Linked DNA regions of Anser cygnoides: region 1 is linked to region 2. A link is a contact called in public Hi-C data. All regions are on one chromosome and are shown on one strand. The core of a region is the stretch at or near the end of the contact, and the rest is flanking DNA. Distances in the headings are between cores, read along the strand shown.

The links. Hi-C and Micro-C count contacts between places; a contact is called where the count stands out from the background.
Region 1: a Hi-C map of liver shows a contact between it and region 2, with 4 times the contacts expected there. The contact joins the promoter of APP here to the enhancer-like site in region 2. A contact is called at or near these places in 2 of 7 Hi-C or Micro-C datasets (both in liver).

The regions. Positions count from the first base shown.
Region 1 is chr1:110,641,124-110,643,823 of Taihu_goose_T2T_genome, reverse strand. It overlaps APP (amyloid beta precursor protein), which reads left to right and starts at 1,307. Exons shown (of 15, transcript XM_066977765.1): 1 at 1,307-1,541. The coding sequence starts at 1,482.
Region 2 is chr1:110,536,287-110,539,253 of Taihu_goose_T2T_genome, reverse strand. All of the region lies in intron 5 of APP (amyloid beta precursor protein), which reads left to right. Among named protein-coding and RNA genes, the nearest start is that of APP, 100 kb to the left of the region's middle. Within about 2 kb of position 1,678, at least 1 of the 3 cell types and tissues checked has open chromatin away from gene starts, as enhancers often do. A contact at or near this core is called in liver, where this site is marked.

The DNA of each region.
Region 1 (2,700 bases), core at 58-2,557, 100 kb before region 2:
GTTTTATCTCACCCCATAAACATTCCTCAGCATCTGGATGAAGCCTGGACTGAGTCTCGGTGAATTTCAGTTTTGACTTAAAAGGAACACGGGCATGAGAACAGTGCTGAGGACAATGCAACTCTGGCTTCTGCCACCAAACCATATGCTGTGGAGATGCGGTGGGTCTGTTAGTTGTGGTCGTGGGGGCCTTGTTGAGAGCAGAGAGGCTGCCATGGAATCAGCAGTTTAGATGGGACGTGTCGGGTTGTATCAATCTGAATTTTGATTATGATAGCAGCTGTTTCATGTTTCAACATGAAACTCCACTAATGCCTATTTTTAGCTCTCCTTACGGGTTTACTGTACCAATTATTACAATAGTATTGAGAAAACAAGATAGTAAGTTTTCTTTGGCCTCTTGATCGCAAGCCATTTGAAAAAGCCCTACATTTTTTTCTTCCTCGTTCAGCTGTCTTAGGCCTCAGTTCTGTCAGTGCTCCTGCATGCATTCTTTCTCACTGGCACTTCCACAAATTTTGATCTTGCAAATAGAAGCGAGCAAAGCAATGCTGTGGGGGTCACCACTGTCTCCCCAGGTGGATCAGCAGGAGATTTAGGCCTCAAGCGTGTGCTCTGGTGTTTTGGGTATGGGCTCTGGTTGGTTTTTATTCACCACCTCTGTGTGGGTAAAGACTGAAGAGCCCAGCTGGTAGACAATCTTGCCAGAAAAGGCAGAATTCACCAGCTGTTATATACCCTTTAAAGTTGTGGGGAGCTGGGGGTTGGCCTCTTCTCACAGGTAACTAGTGGTAGGACTAGAGGGAATGGCCGCAAGTTGCACCGAGGGAGGTTCAGGTTGGAAATGAGGAGACATTTCTTCTCAGAAAGAGCAGTCAGGCACTGGAACGGGTTGCCCAGGGAGGTGGCGGAGTCACCGTCCCTGGGGGTGTTCAAGGAAAGGCTGGACGTGGTGCTTAGGGACATGGTTTAGTGGGTGACACAGGTGGTAGGGTGACGGTTGGACCTTGGATCTTGGAGGTCTTTTCCAACCGAAATGATTCTGTGATTTTGACCTTTCTCTACACACGTCTTCAGGTGGGCGACGGCGCCCTGAGGCCTGAGGGCACCCTCCGTGGCGACACCGCGGAGCCCGCGGGATCACCCCCGAGCCACGGACCCACGCCCACGCCCGGTCCCCGAGCTCTGGGGTCCGCGGGGCCGGCCCCGCGCCTCCCAGGCGCTGCCGCTAGGGGTCTCCGCGGTGCGGGGAGGGCCGAGCCGAGCCGAGCCGAGCCGTGCCGCCCGCTCGGGGGCGGTCCGGGCCATCAGCTGACCGGCCCCGCCGCGGCGCTCGGCTGGTGCCGCCGCAGCTCAGTCGCTCTCCCCGGCAGCGGCGCCGCGGATTTACAGCCGGAGCCCAGCGCGCCTCGCCGGCCGGCCGCCCTTCCTCTTTCCTTCCCTTCCTCCTTCCCTTCCTTCCCCCCCTCCCGGCCGCCGCGATGCTGCCCCACGTCGCCCTCCTGCTGCTGGCCTCCGCCGCCGCCGCTCGGGCCGTAGAGGTAAGCGGGGCGGGGGGCGGCCGAGCGGGGGGCTGCCCTCCCCGCCGCCCTCCTGCGCTTCCCCGAGGCTTTGTCTGCCCGGAGCCGCCCCTGCGGCGGAGCGGGCGGGCGGGCGGGGGTCGCCGGCGCTTGCAGGGCGGCGGGGCGGGGGGCGCGGCGCTGGGGGCTCCATCCCCGGCCGCCGTCGCCCTTCCGCCGCCGAACAATGGGGCCGCCGCCGCTAACTTCGGCCGTCCGCCGGGGTCCGCGGGGACGGGCGGCGGAGACGGCGGCGGTGCCGCCCCCGGCGGGCGGGGGAGGGCCGGGCGCGCCCCCCCGGGGGCTTCCTCGGAAAACTTTGCGGGGTCGCGCTGCGGGCGGTGCCTCTCCGCCACCCCCGGCCGGGCAGGGGCTGGGGGCTCAGCTGCGGGCGGTGGGCGACGGCTCGGGGTGTGGGGACGGGGAGGAGCGGGGGAGGGCAGGGCAGCGCCCGCCCCACGGCGCACACCCCCGCAGGTGTGTGGGGCGGCGGTGGGGAGCTGCCCGGCGGGCCGGCCGGGGCTGGGGAGGCGTGGGGAGGGGTCGCCGCGCCCCCCATCTTCTCCCCCCGACCCCCGCGGGGCGGGTTTCCCTGCGGCGGGGCGGGCTGGGGCTGCGCGGCGGCGAGAAGATGGCGCCGCTGCAGTGCAGCACAGGGGCGCCGTCATGCGAGCGGCGGCCGGGGTGCGCGGCCGGCCCGGCCCTGCCCTGCCCTGCCGTACCCTGCCCTGCCCTGCCCTGCCGTACCCTGCCCGACGCCCCCTCGGCTCCCCGAGGGCGGCTTCGCTGCCTTCCCTTCCCCTCCGTCCCCCTCTCCCGGTGCATCCGCTCAGCCCCCCGGTGCGGCGGGGAGGGCTCCCCCCGCCACCCTCCACACCCCTGAGGCGAGGGGAGCCCTGAGGGACCCCCTGAGGTGGGGGTGTTGGGGTCCCAGCTTGAGAGGAGGGTGCCAAAGGAGGTCCTTTTATCCGAAAACCGGAGGCTGAAGCTGGGCGCTCGCCCCCGGACGGGGAGCCACTGGCCTTGCCCGGGGCTGCTCACCGGGGGGGACCTCGGGGGGACACGGCTCTGTACCCCAAAAAGCTCCTCTGCTGCCTCGAGGTGTCACCCTGCCGGTGCTGGAAGTGAGGGGGTGTGAAGA
Region 2 (2,967 bases), core at 429-2,928:
ATAAGACTAATTAGTATGCTACAGCTAGATGGAGTGGAGAGGTTTCCTTTGCAAGACAGCCGTAGGCAGGAAAAGGACTTGGCTATAGCATGCTCATCTTTACCCCTTAGCATCTCCTGCGCACACAGGCTAATTTTGAGCCAAATGTGGGTTGTGACTGTTGTGATTGAGCGGTCCAGTCCTGTCAAGACCTTTTCATATCACTCAATTGAGTGCCTTAGGCAGCAGCTGTGAGAGCAATGAGCAATTTTATGTCCTTGCAACTGAATTCAAACGACTACTTCAAGATGGTTTTCTTCATAAAATCAAGGTCTACGTTCAAATTTTATTTGTGCTCCGTAGACTTTGATCACTTCATACTGTGCTAAAAAGAAAAGGAACCACTTCTTAGGTGATGATACTGTGTCTTTTGCAAATAGTGATACAAAATCGAAAATTTGAGACAGATTACAAGCATTTTCAAGGAGAAGCATGGAAATAAACTGGGACCAAATGAAGTGAATAATGCAGAAAGTTAATAGGTCTGCATTGTGTGAGTTTGGACTTTTTTAATAACCCAGATGAAAACAAGTTTAGGAACAGTGTAGAGATGAAGGACAGAAATTGAATTTCCGTAATTAGGTATAAAGAGAAGACATGAAGACAACGAAAAGTTAGGAACCACTTCATGTGGGCATCTAAATCTTCCCTGAGAAGGCATTAGTTTGTATGGCAGGGAAGGGTTCTTCATGAAAAACAGAATGAGTTAAATTTATTAAAATTATTGTTTCTAGTTTTGTCTCACTGAGTAAATCGTCTGGGCTGTTGGATTAAGAAACCTACATAAGGCAACATTGTGTCTTCTGTCTTGACATGTTCAGGGTTTTTTCTGACTGATTTCCAACAGTTGTCAAAATGTTGCAATTTATAACATTTGTTGGGATTTGTAAACCAACCTTTGTACTGTTGCCCTGTCAGCTCCCTGTGTTTTGTTTAATCTTTGATTGGAAAATGTTCTCTTAGAGTAAGAAGTGAGTGCAGACTTCATACCCACTTGCTTTTTCCCTCATATATATAATATACGACAGATACAGAAATATATAAAATAGATCTATCTTATATGAGATCTCTTATCTATTACCTGGTTTACTTATCTATATAACATATACAGTTATATATATATGTAATTTTTCTTGTATCTGCTCAAAGATTCCTTAAAATATTTTAAATAGAAGAGCACACAAGGGTGTATATAAAAATTTTGGTTAAAAGAGCGTTTATTTCTGTTTTTTTCATGTTTGTCACTGAATATTTACTTTACTATTCTAGTCTGTTTTGTTCCTCTTGAAGCAGTTTAATCTGTGAAGAAAGTAGTTCAAGAATAACTTCAGAATTTGGTATGCTCCATGAATAGGAACTGGAATTGCATTTGAATCAATTTCTGAAATTCCAAGTAACTACTGCTTTTTTCCCCCTTTTTTTTCTTTTTTCTTCCCCTCCCATAGACATGCATGCAAAAAGAAAATGACAGGATCCTTTTACGGGGCACTTCAACTGCAGATGAAGAGCCAAGCAATTTGTAGTTGTCTTACACTGACTCACTCATATTTCTTGCTGCCTCTTCAGCTTCCTAGCTGCATTCAATCTGTGTGTATTGGAGCCAGAAATCCTCTTGAAATTTAGTCATTAAAAAAAAAATAAATCTCATGCAGCAGTAGGTGGTAGTTCAAATTTTTTGTGTGTATTTTTGTATACTTATATATATAGCCATACATATATAAACATATGTTTGTGTGTGTGTGTCTATATATATATGCCTTTGGCCTAAGATGATTGTGAGGGAGGAAGGAAGTGAAAAGCAGGGGGCTATTTTCCAGTTTTCCAGTGCTAAATTCCCAGTATTTTATGCTATTAAAGCAACTCTGTTTGAAGTGTTTACTGAAGTTTATATTTTTAATTTTAAATGGGTGATCTTACATTGACAATGTTTGTTTCATCCCAAAGCCTTCCACTTTGCCCTGGGTTTGTGGCTGGCGTGCCACAGCATTTCTGAAGCAGCTCTTACTGGGCTGATTTATTTTTCCATTTCTACCCAAAAGTCAGGATTTCAGGCTAGAACTCAGTTGCCAGTACTACATGAGTACTTCAGTAGTAGCTCTTTCTTCCAGTTTACCTTTCTGTTGTTGTTCCCTTAAGATCTGCCTGTGTGGTTGGGTTCTGTCATACAAGGGCTTTGTGGATGCTTTTGCCATGAGTGTTTTGGTGTCTTCAGTGTTGAGAGTCAGCAGGTGGTCCAGCCACAGCATGGCCCACGCCTCCCACTGGGGCAGAAACCACCCTGTTGCTGTCACCCTGGCTGCAGGACTGCACGGTTCTCGCTCCTCAGTTTGTGACCCGTGCCATCAGAGTTTGTGGAGGCATTTTGTGCTGCCGCGTTGTCACAGGTTCCTCCCACCCCACCTCTGACCACGCTGCACCTCAGTGGGAAAGGACATGGCTTGCCTCGTGACGTTGCTTGTTGGAAGTGCTTGGGAAAGGAGGGAGGGTGTGCTGCTCTGAAGGATGTGGCGTACCCCCTTCCAGTTTGTGAGGCCAAAAGGCAGGATCCACCCGTGCTTTTGCAATGATGTCACATCGTGCTTGTCCTGAAATAGCGTGCAACTCTGACTAAGAGGTCGCAAGTGTTTTCAGTGGTGGCGTTCCTTGCTGTTATCCACACCTTTAATTAAAACTTACCTTGAAGACTGCCTGAGGGACAGCCAGATGCAGGTGCTGACTTTCAGTAAAGCTGCAGAGATCTCCATTTATAGCTACAATTCAGTCAAATGATCTAAAAGCTCTGGCTGCCCTTGAGACACAGCGCAGCCTCATGGCCTCCTGCCCATACCTGGACACTTGTTAGGAGCTTTGGCATCCTTGATGTAAGGCCGAACATCTTCAGGAGTGGGTGTCGAGCTAAAAACTTCCAGGTTTTCCGTCTGCATCTGT